Regions from separate parts of the Sus scrofa genome. Here region 2 is linked to region 1. The links are chromatin contacts, called in public targeted proximity ligation maps. All regions are on one chromosome and are shown on one strand. The core of a region is the stretch at or near the end of the contact, and the rest is flanking DNA. Distances in the headings are between cores, read along the strand shown.

Region 1 (5,284 bases), core at 1,003-3,502:
TTCAACTTTGTTCCTACCTGTGTGTTGTTGGCAGATGTAGAAGCTCTTTCAGTAGAACACGGAGAAAGTTCCTTTTGAGTGAAGTAAATGTGTTCAATGCTTACTTGCTGGACTAGTAACAAGCTATTTATCCTAACATCCATGTACTTCTGTAACATGCCTCTAAATCTCAAATTTAGCCTTGTTCTTTATTGCGACACCCCAACCTCCACTACTATTAGAAGGGTCTACTCGTCCCTCATCTGAACATCCCTTGTCCATTCCATCTCGATGTCTCTGCTTCTGCCATTTCCCTTCTAGAAGAGTCTCTTCACTGACCCCTCTTCCCCCAAATTAAAGCTTAACTATCCTCCACGGATGAGGTCAAAGCCCTTTAGGAGATGCCTTCCTTGACAACCCCAGCCTACCTGGCTCCTTTGCTCCACAGAACTCTTAACCAATATTGCATGCCACTCAATTATTAACTTCATTTGTAATTAGTTTTAATCAATGTCTTGTTTCCCTAATTAGATGATATACACTGGGGAGGCTTCCATAATAGCTATCATAGCACCACATACATGGAAGACACTCCAATTTCATTGTATAAATGAAGAAAGGAGAGAGAGGCTTCAAGATGTGCCAGGGTAAGGCGGCTGGAGCTGTAGCATGTAAAGAGAACTCGAATTCTTGTGGAGTCTTTTATGCTGGCAAGATCCCTGCTAGGACAAGGATTTTTTCTCTTCCTTCCTTCCCCCAAATCCCAACTCCTCCAGCTGAGCAGATTGGAGATGCAGATCCTCCTCAACTACCCTTTAGAATCTGTTCTAAACAGCAGGACTGTGGTCAGTCGATTATCAGAGCTTTCCTGGAAGAGCACAAGCAGTAACAGCCCGTGGCCACCAGAGGACAGGGCGCAGGGAGCGATTGCTTCCCCTCCATAGAAGTCTTAAAAGAGGTCAAATCTATGGCCTTCAGGCTTCAGTGACTGCCTGATGTGCTCAGCGCATTCCCATCTCCAGGTGGACTCCTTTTTCTCCTCTAAAACATGGGCTGGAAGCTCCTAGAGGCTTACCCTAATACTAACCTGAAATGATTATAATAGCAAATGCACTTTAGCTGCACGATTTAAAGGCAGAAAGGGAGTATGGAGATGTTTCAGCTTTCTCACTCCAAACCTGCTTTTCAGTTCTTTTGCCAATTAAACAAGCAAACAAAAAGCCCCTGGAAGTGTCCAAACAGACATTTCCGAACAAAGATGACTTTCGGGACCAAGGTCCCAAATTGAGTACATTGCAAATGGAACACTTGAGGAGATACACTATTCCTGCCTACAAATTCTGGCTCCTGGAGCAGTTCACTCGCAGTGTGCTTTTCCGTCATTAATCACATCTTTGTTATGTGATATCCACGTGAGTACTTCTCAGTTGAAGCAGCTTCATGCTCAAATGCTCAAAGAACACTAGAATAAAGATCTGATTGTCCTAGTCAGTGATTCCAAGTCCTGGATTGTCACCACCTCAGGTCTCTAGTTTCCCCAAGTGTGTAATGTAGTTTCAAAACAAAGCTATTTTAATTAGTCCAAATTTAAAAATGCACGAAGTGTGTGAAGTTAAATCAATGGGGTCTTGCACCTCTCAAGAGGCAGTGAACCTCTGTTTTGATTTCAAGATGATTCTGTGCTGCCCGATATAGAACATACCTCTAAAGAGCATTTTAGGCTGCTCATTCCCATTACATTTGTAAATAGGAAATGTTGAGTAAATTTAATCAAAGTAAAATAATGAATATTAGGAGCATTCAGGTGGGGGCTTTCAATGACAGACACAGAGAGGCAGCTGAGTGCCTGACCACCTGAATGTGATTTTTCTTAAAGTACCTGTTACTTCTCTTTCCTAAGAGACGGCGGTGCCCTGCATTTTGGGTTTTTAAAGAGCGATTGTAATTCTCTCAAATCATTGTTTGCGTTTCTTCACGCTGGGGAGGCAGCTGGAAACAGCCCAACCAGGAGGAAAAGGTTCTGCTCCTCGCTGGCGTGGGGGTGGGGGATGCGACCCTGAAATACCTGTTGGGGCGCGGCGCTAAGGCGCGCGGCCGAGACCAGGCAGGGAGGTCGGGGTTCGGGGCCCCCGGGGGCGGCGGGCACGCGGGCGCGGAAGGAGGAGGCCGCGGGTCCGCCTCCCCCAGCCGCCCGGCTCCTCCCAGCGGCGCCCGCGGAACCTGCCCCGGAGCCGCCGGGCCCCGGAACGGAACGTGACCCGTCCCCTCCCCGAGCGGCCGCGACCAGGCGCCGAGCCCCGCTCCGGACTTGGGCGGGCGGCGCGCGGCCCCGCCCGGCGCCCACCGCCCTGCCCTCGCCTGTCTCCTCCTTTCCCCGGGGCTCCGCTGAGTTCATTCACTGGGATTGGTTTCAAGTGACGCCATCTCTTTATTTTTAAACCAATGACCTCATCCGCGCTTGAAGTTTCCTGACCAGCGACTCTTTCTCTTTTCCCCCACCCCCACCCCACCCCCCCCGCCTTTCCCCCTCTTTCTGGGTGTCCCTGTTTGGGGGGCTCTGATCAGTTTTCAAACGACTATCATCACCTCTCCCTGCCCCCGCCGCCCCCCCACCTCCCCAGGTTCCTCACCCCTTTCAGCAGTGTTTTTTCAAGGCTGATCGGGGGTGGGGGGGAGAGAAAGAGTGAAGAAAAGTTGCAAACTTCTCCTCGCTTCCTAAGCCTCCCGCCCCCACCCGCCCCTCCGAGCAGGAGAAGATAATATAGTGAAAAGAAGAGGAGGAGGAGAGCGCGACGGGACGGACGCGAGCAGGAGCGCAGCCGCCCTCCCGGCTCCGCCGCGGCGCCTCGCAGGTCCGGGAGGCGAGGGGGCCCCGCGGGGAGACGCCGTGACAACTTTCATTTCCCCCCGAGAGAGCCGGGAGGTCGGTAGCTCCCCAAGTAAGTGGCCGCGCGGACGGCGGGGTGGGAGGGCGCGGGGCCGGGCGCCCGCCGCGCCGGCAGCATGGACGCTCCTTCGCGCGCCCCGGCTGCTCTGCCCTCCCGGCGGCCGGGCCCGGGTCGGCGGGCGGGCGGGCGGGGTGGGGGCGACCGCGGCCCGGAGCGGCGCGCGCGTGGGAAGCTGGGGGGGGGGACGAGGGGGGCCGCGCGGGGAGGGGGCGGGGGACGGCGCGGGGACTGGGGCCGAGCGGCCGGGTCCCGCCGCCAGGAGCCGCCGGCGGTCGCGGTCCCTTCGCGGGCGAAGCCGCTCGCTTCCAGGCGCGACTGTTACACAACACGCCTGCCAAGTGGGGCCCCGGCCTGACGGTTCCCATTATCCCCAACTCGCCCTGGGTGTAAGCAGCGGGGCCACCTGGGTGGTGACGGGGCCGCTTTCTTCCACCAACTCGCTTTTCATGCGCTGCCCCCGCCCTCCTACACAGGCAGGGTGTTGGGGGCTCGGTGTGCCAGTGACTTCTTTATTTACACTAACCCTAAAACGTGAGAAAGGAAAAAGCCCGGGGAGACAACCGAGGGTCTGTGTATCGAGTGTACTTTTCATGTAATGAAACACCGGGGAGGAAAATATTTGTGCAAGACTGAAGATTTCAGGTGCTGCCGGGCTTATTTCCTTTAAAACTTCAACAATAACAACCTGGGAATTAACTTGAGAAAATATAAGGAGATCTTAAAATGAATGGATATGGCAAAATCCTGAAGAAGTTTCTCAACCGTCCGCTGCAAAGATCCTAAATAAAATCCCCAGTGCCTCGAATCGTTTGGAGAAAGCACACCTCCATCCAGCCTGTGATGAATAAAGTGGAGAGGAAAAACCTGTTACATAATCTCATTTGCCCGGGGGTTTGCAGTGCCGTCCCCTTGCATCAAGGGGAAGTGAGTTAAGATGCAGGGTGTTTTAAACTCTCTGAAGTTTTTATTTACCCAGTGTTCTGGCTGCCACTTCTGCTTTAAAAGATTATAAGTAAATACTCTGCTCTTACAAGGGAACCAAACCTATCAAACCTGTTTAGAAAATGACCAGGTATGTTTCTTTGCTTTCTTTCCGGGCTGTTTGTGTGTGTGAAATTTACCATCCATGAGAGACCTTATGACTAGTATTTGGGGAACTTAGACTGTCAGATCTTTAAGCCACTCATCTTTAAGTGCACGTTAAGTGACAACTGCTTCCTCAGAGGATTTATGCTATTCCGAACCACATCAAGAGCAAAGATTTTTGAAGTTAAGGTAAATTTTTAAAAGGAGCGAATTCTTACCAATGGAATCAGTCACTTGTGAATTATTTACTTTTCCTTGAGAATCCTGTATTTTGGTGGACAGACAGCTTGGGAGGCTGTAGTTAATTGAGACTTGTGGAATTCTGGTTTTGGTGAAGGTAGCAACCTGGAAAAGGTAAATTGAAAAACTAAGAGCTTGGGAGTTAGGTATTTTAGTCAAAACGTGACTAGGCACTGTGAAAGTTTTTTTTGTTTTTGTTTTTGTTTTTTTTGTATAAGTAAAGTTCTGGAATTTAAGTGAGTTTGATAACTGTGTGAAATCTTGTTGTTAAAAAAACATTGGGGGCAGTTAACATGTTCATGTAAAAAAATCAGCCCCAAAGTTGGTTTTAGGTAAAATGTACTTATCAAAGTTCTATATGGGGGAAAAAGGTAAAAATGAGTTTATTCTGAATTCTGCTGGTATGGTGAATAACATGAAAAAAAAAAAAAGTAGATTGAAGCACTGTAAACCTGCATTCAGATGTAAAAATAATTGAATACCTGTAAACTAGTCATGTAAAATTGAGGATTTGGGATCTCTTTGGCCAAAAGCTTAATGGGAGTAACTGAAAAGGGGGCAAAAGAGAAGATCCTGTTAACCCAGTTCTTTTCCTTTTTCTTAAACATTAGAAACTCTTTTGTGGAAGTGAGGCTGAGATCAAGTCTGAGATGAGTGCAGAGTTTAGGCTGGGGTCATTGGAAGGGCCAGGGTTGGTGTTTTGATGTTCTTTTCTATAAATGCCTGTATTGGGAATTTAAATTCCATAGATTTTCTGGCCTATGGGATTACATGTTGAGGAAGCTCACTTACATAGCTGTTCAAAATTAATGTTTTTCTACTTTTCAGCCAATCATAATAGCCCACTAAATATAATTTGCTAGAATTACCGGTGTAATTTATCCTTGAAACCCAACTTTTCCTGGAGAATTAAAAAAAAAAAAAAAAAAAAAAAAAAAAGGCAGCGTTTTCTATCCTGTGTTATTTGGACTAAAAATTCACTGGACGTTTAATGTTTTTGAAATGCTTTGCTCTCTCAAGCCAATGGTACT
Region 2 (5,284 bases), core at 2,006-4,505, 110 kb after region 1:
CGGGAGCAAAATTGGTCCTGCAAATACGGCTCAGAATTCCCCAAAGAAGATATAAATAGGGTCAGTAAGCACAGACACGTAACATCTTTAGTTATGCAGAAAATGAAAATCAAAACCACAAAGAGATACTACTTCATATTCACTAGGATGCTTAAAATAAAAGCCAGACAATAACAAGTGTTAGCGAGGATGTGGAGAAATTGGAACCCTTGTGCACTGCTACTGGGAACATAAAATGGTGCAGCACTAGGCAAAACAATTTAGTTTCTCCAAAAATCAAACATAAAGTAACCATATGACCTAGCAATTTCACTCTCAGATATATACTCAAGTGAACTAAAACATAACGTTCACGCCAAAACTTGTAAGCCAATGTTCAAAGCAACATTACTCACAATAGCCGCAAAGCAGTAACAACCCAAACGTCTGTCAACTGATAAATGGATAAATAGCATGTGGTATATCCATACAACAGAATATTGTTCAGCCATAAAAAGGGATGTGATACCGATATAAGCTACGACATGGATGAGCCTTGAAAACATTATGCTAAGTGAAAACCCAGACCCCCAAAGCCACAACGTATATGATTCCATTTACATGAAGTAGGCAATCCAGAGACAGGAAGTAGAATAGTGATTGCCAGGGAGAGGAGATGGAACATGAGAGTGACTGCTAATTTATATAGTGCTTCTTTGGGGGGATGAAATGTTCTGGAATTACTGATGTTGGCTGCACAACTTTGTGAATATACTAAAAACCACTGCATTGTACACTATAAAAGGGTGAGTGGCATCTCAAACTCAATTTCTTAGTAATTTCCTGGAACCTTCCTTACTAATTCTTACCTTTAGAAGCCACATTCTTTTTTTTTTTTTTTTTGTATTTTGTCTTTTGAGGGTCTCACCCACGGCGAGATGAGGTTCCCAGGCTAGGGGTCGAATTGGAGCTATTGCCACCGGCCTACGCCACAGGCACAGCAACGCCAGATCTGAGCCACATCTTCGACCTACACCACAGCTCACAGCAACACCAAGAGCCTTAACCCACTGAGCAAGGCCAGGGATTGAACCTACAACCTCATGGTTCCTAGTTGGATTCGTTTCCACTGCGCCACATTCTTAATGTCACTCCAACTAGAAGCACCTTCTTCTTAGGGTCTTTCTTCAACTCTAAGAACCCACTGCTGGGGCATAGTTGTTGAACGTTCATCCATCAGCCCCCTCCTGATTTTCCCTCTGACTCATGCTACTAGCTGTCTCCACTTCAGAGAGTGGATTGCCCCTGCCACCAATCAATGGTTGGTACATTCTAGCCCACCCTCCATCTTCAATCCCCACCCATCTAGTGGGGATTCGGACAGATCCTAAAGGTTAGGGTATACCAGACTGCAACAAAAGCTGTTCTGCGTCAGCTCTGTGTTGTCTGGCTTTCTGAGCCTCCTCCAGATTTCCATTCCCACAGAGGTTTTGGGAGCTCTCTGTGGGAATCTTCCCCAGGATACCTCTCTCTTGCACAACTGACAAACAATGGGCAGACGTTTTCATTAATGACGCCATGAGCTAAATGGCACCAGTTACCACATAACTGGACATTCTGCAGTGACTCTGTTTCTGAAGACAACAGTTTGCAATGGGCGCTTATACAAGTAAACTCTTGTCATTTATTCTCATCTCACACCTTTGATCTGTAAGTTAGACAAGAAGAGAAATCCCTCTCTGGCAAATCTTGGTCTACACGGTCTACCAAAAACAAGAGCTGAAATCCATTCTAGTGGGGACTATTTTTTTAGCCATCTATGAATGAATGAACATCATTATGAGGATGAGGAAGGTAGAACACGTTACGTAACATTTAGTCATTCCCTAGTTATTTTTATTAATGTAATAAAACAATGTTTATAACAGTTATAATTACTATTCACGAGTATCAATTAAATGTCAGGCATTGTACTATATACACCATGTATATTATCCCTATTGCTCACAACAATCCTATAGGGAAAATACCTTTCTCCTACTGGAGCTGCAGAATCAGGGAGTCAGAGATCCTAAAACGTGTCCAGGGTCCTACAGCTCATACTAACAGTGAAGACAGAATTCAAAATAGTGCTTTTTTGCCTAATCTCCATCTATCTTTTTTTTTTTTCCTTTTTTGGGCCACACCCAAGGCATATATATGGAGGTTCCAGGCTAGAGGTCAAATCGGAGCTACAGCTGCCAGCCTACACCATAGCCACAGCAAGGCAGGATCCAAGCCAAGTCTGCAACCTACACCACAGCTCATGGCAATGCCAGATCCTTAACCCACTGAGCAAGGCCAAGGATCCCACCTGCATCCTCATGGGTACTAGTTGGGTTCATTAACCGCTGAGCCACAATGGAACTCCTCCATCTACCTTTTCAACAGAGCTCACTAGCTCAAATACCATTTCAACTACATACATACCAGTTTGAGCAATGTGTTCAACACTTTTCTGAAATCCTTGACAGATGAATATAAATGGGAAGTTTTATAGTTTTCCAGCAGAGTGAAAGGATACTTTTGTTTCTAATTTAACCCCACTATTTATTTTCTTAATAACAAAAAGAACAACTTGCCAGACATAACATGAACATTCATACAACATAACCTAAGAGGAGACTAAAGGGAATAAAATATTTGGTAGCAGATAAACTTTAATGACATTTTCACTGGCAAAGACTTGTTGTACACTTTGTACTCTGACCTTTCACTTGTGCAAGCATTTCATAATCCTTGACTTCACTGAGGGGGCTCAGAATTCAGAATTTTAGCACTGCAAGGGTCCTCAGAAATCATTCAATCCCACGCCCCTCACTTTCCAGAGGAAGGCCACCCCCCGAGTGGGTCAGTCCACACAGCAGGCACTGCCAGAGCCAGGGCTGAACTCCAGTTCTTCTGGCCGAAGGGCTCCCAAACCATGCTGCTGTCAGCTGTGCCAGCAACAAGAGATGGCCAGAGACACTTCCATTTCAACAGCTAGCTGTCCCTTGTCAAACGAATTACAACTGTGTCACTACTGTGATTTAGAAGTTTCTCAAGACACCATTCCTGGCCACAAGGAAAACAAAAATCTATCACGAACTGATGTCAAAAATCAAACGGCAGGGTCACACTGAGCAAATGCCTCCTTGTCCTTTGGGAATAGGAACCTGCTCAGTAGGCCAGACCTGCACTGAGGAGGATATCAGTCACAACTGCGCGGGGTTTCTGGGTCCTTCTGGAATTACGTAAGCCCTCTCCAGTTCCGTATTCATCTGCAGTTTCCTGTTGCGCAAGGGACAGACAATGGGCAGACTGTCGCCAGTGTTTTCATTAATTACACCACAGGCTGAATGGCATTGATTACCACATAATGGACATTTTGAAGTGACCCTGTTTCCTTTGTTCAAACAATGTATCCGAATGTCTCAGTGAAGGAACACATTTTATCTGGGTATTCAAGAGAATGAAGACATAGGAGGATCTCGGGAATCTGCATGGCATCCCTGGGCCCCAGGGATTATTTTAGGACTTGTTCAGCTTCCCCGTGCCCCTTCTTACCGTCAGAGGCATAATGTCCAGGCAGGAAGGGAGGAACAAAAGCCGAAAACCTTTAAATGGTTCCCAAAGCCAAAGACATACAAGTCAGGCAGATTATCACCCCCAACCCCCATCAGAAAAGGGCTAGAGAGTGACACTGAAAGGCCACAAAAGAGGAAAAGAGATCAGGGTAAAAAAAAAAAAAAATCAAAGCTTGAGGGCAGAAATCCCACTCTCCTCCAGCCTACCCTGGAGCTGCAGCCTTTCCCTGGACTATGACAGATGCTAGTTCTGAGCCCACAAACACCCTAGAAGACCCTCGGCCGCCTTGAGAAGTCCCTATTCTGCTTCTTCTTTCATTAAAGCCCTCCATCCCTGCAGCCCTCCTGAGTGGGAGGGGGCAGCACGGTCCACTGCCCAGCTTCCCTGACAGTGTCCCTCCGTCCACCTTCACTGCTACCATGGTCCATCCAAGATACTGGGAAAAACCCTTTTCTTAAAAAAGTGATAAACTGGGGAGTTCCCGTCATGGCTCAGTGGTTAACAAATCCGACTAGGAACGATGAGGTTGCGGGTTCGCTCCCTGGCCTTGCTCAGTGGGTTAAGGAACTGGCGTTGCCATGAGCTATGGTGTAGGTCACAGACATGGCTCAGATCTGGCATTGCTGTGGCTCTGGCACAGGCCGGCGGCTACAGCTCCGATTAGACCCCTAGCCTGGGAACCTCTTTATGCCACGGGTGAGGCCCTAGAAAAGGCAAGAAAAGGCAAAAAAAGACACACACACACACACACACACACACACACACAAAAGTGATAAACTGGGAGTATGGGAAAATTAGCTGGCTCTCTTCCTTCCTTCCTTCCTTCCTTCTTCCTTCCCTCCCTTCCTTTCTTCTTTGGCTGAACCCATGGCATATGGAAATTCCTGGGCCAGGGACTGATCCATGCCGGATCCTTGACCCACTGAACACAGGAGGCACTCCCCCTTTTTTTTGGGGGGGGGGGCACTTTCAAAATGTAAACAGATCTTCAGGGTTATTTTCTTAAGTGTGGCTGCATCCCCTTAGGATACCTTTAAAATACAAAAACACACTGTGAAAGCGGAGGATGGGATCAGGGAAAGTGAGGGACAAACAAGGAGAGGGGTTGGGAAGTGAAAAATTTTGGATCAAGAACTCAAGAGACAGGGAAAAGAACAGGAGAAAAGGCATGGGCTCTGGAGTCTCAAATGTGGGGGTTAGGTCTCATCTGAGTCTCAGCTCCTCCATTTAATAACTGAGTGACTTTGAACGGTTTGCCTTGGTTTCGGTACCTGTCAGAAGTCAATGTAATGCATGTAAAATCCCTATCCTAGATCCAGCACATGGTGAAAGGGTAAAAAACTCCCAGCTGTTTTATTATTCCTCCTCTTCTGCCTACATCAGGAGAAGAGCTGGAGGAGCCATGCTGGCGATGGAGTGGCGGGTGGTGAAGAAAATCTGAGAGCCACAGCAGTAACCTGGACTCTCCTTCCCAATGTCCAGGATTAAAGGGACGTAAAGGAAAGTTTGTATGGCCTAAGTGACACACTCAATATTTTAAAACCTGAGCCAAGGTTTTAAATGATGTAAAACTGGGTTAATTATGTGCTCTCTCATTCCCTCATTTATGCACGCAAACTAGCCATGAATACACCCCCCCCCCTTTTTTGTCTTTTTGTCTTTTGGGGCCATACCGAGGCATATGGAGGTTCCCAGGCTA

What was found.
Region 2: a contact with region 1 is called in a targeted proximity ligation map of alveolar macrophages. A contact is called at or near these places in 2 of 5 promoter capture datasets (fetal liver and liver), 8 of 47 Hi-C or Micro-C datasets (embryonic fibroblasts, liver, omental adipose tissue and 2 more) and 2 of 2 datasets of targeted methods (alveolar macrophages and skeletal muscle).

What each region holds. Positions count from the first base shown.
Region 1 is chr5:59,867,650-59,872,933 of Sscrofa11.1, forward strand. DUSP16 (dual specificity protein phosphatase 16) reads left to right here and starts at 2,253. Exons shown (of 7, transcript XM_021092338.1): 1 at 2,253-2,918.
Region 2 is chr5:59,979,871-59,985,154 of Sscrofa11.1, forward strand. All of the region lies in intron 3 of BORCS5 (a long non-coding RNA gene), which reads right to left. Among named protein-coding and RNA genes, the nearest start is that of BORCS5, 90 kb to the right of the region's middle.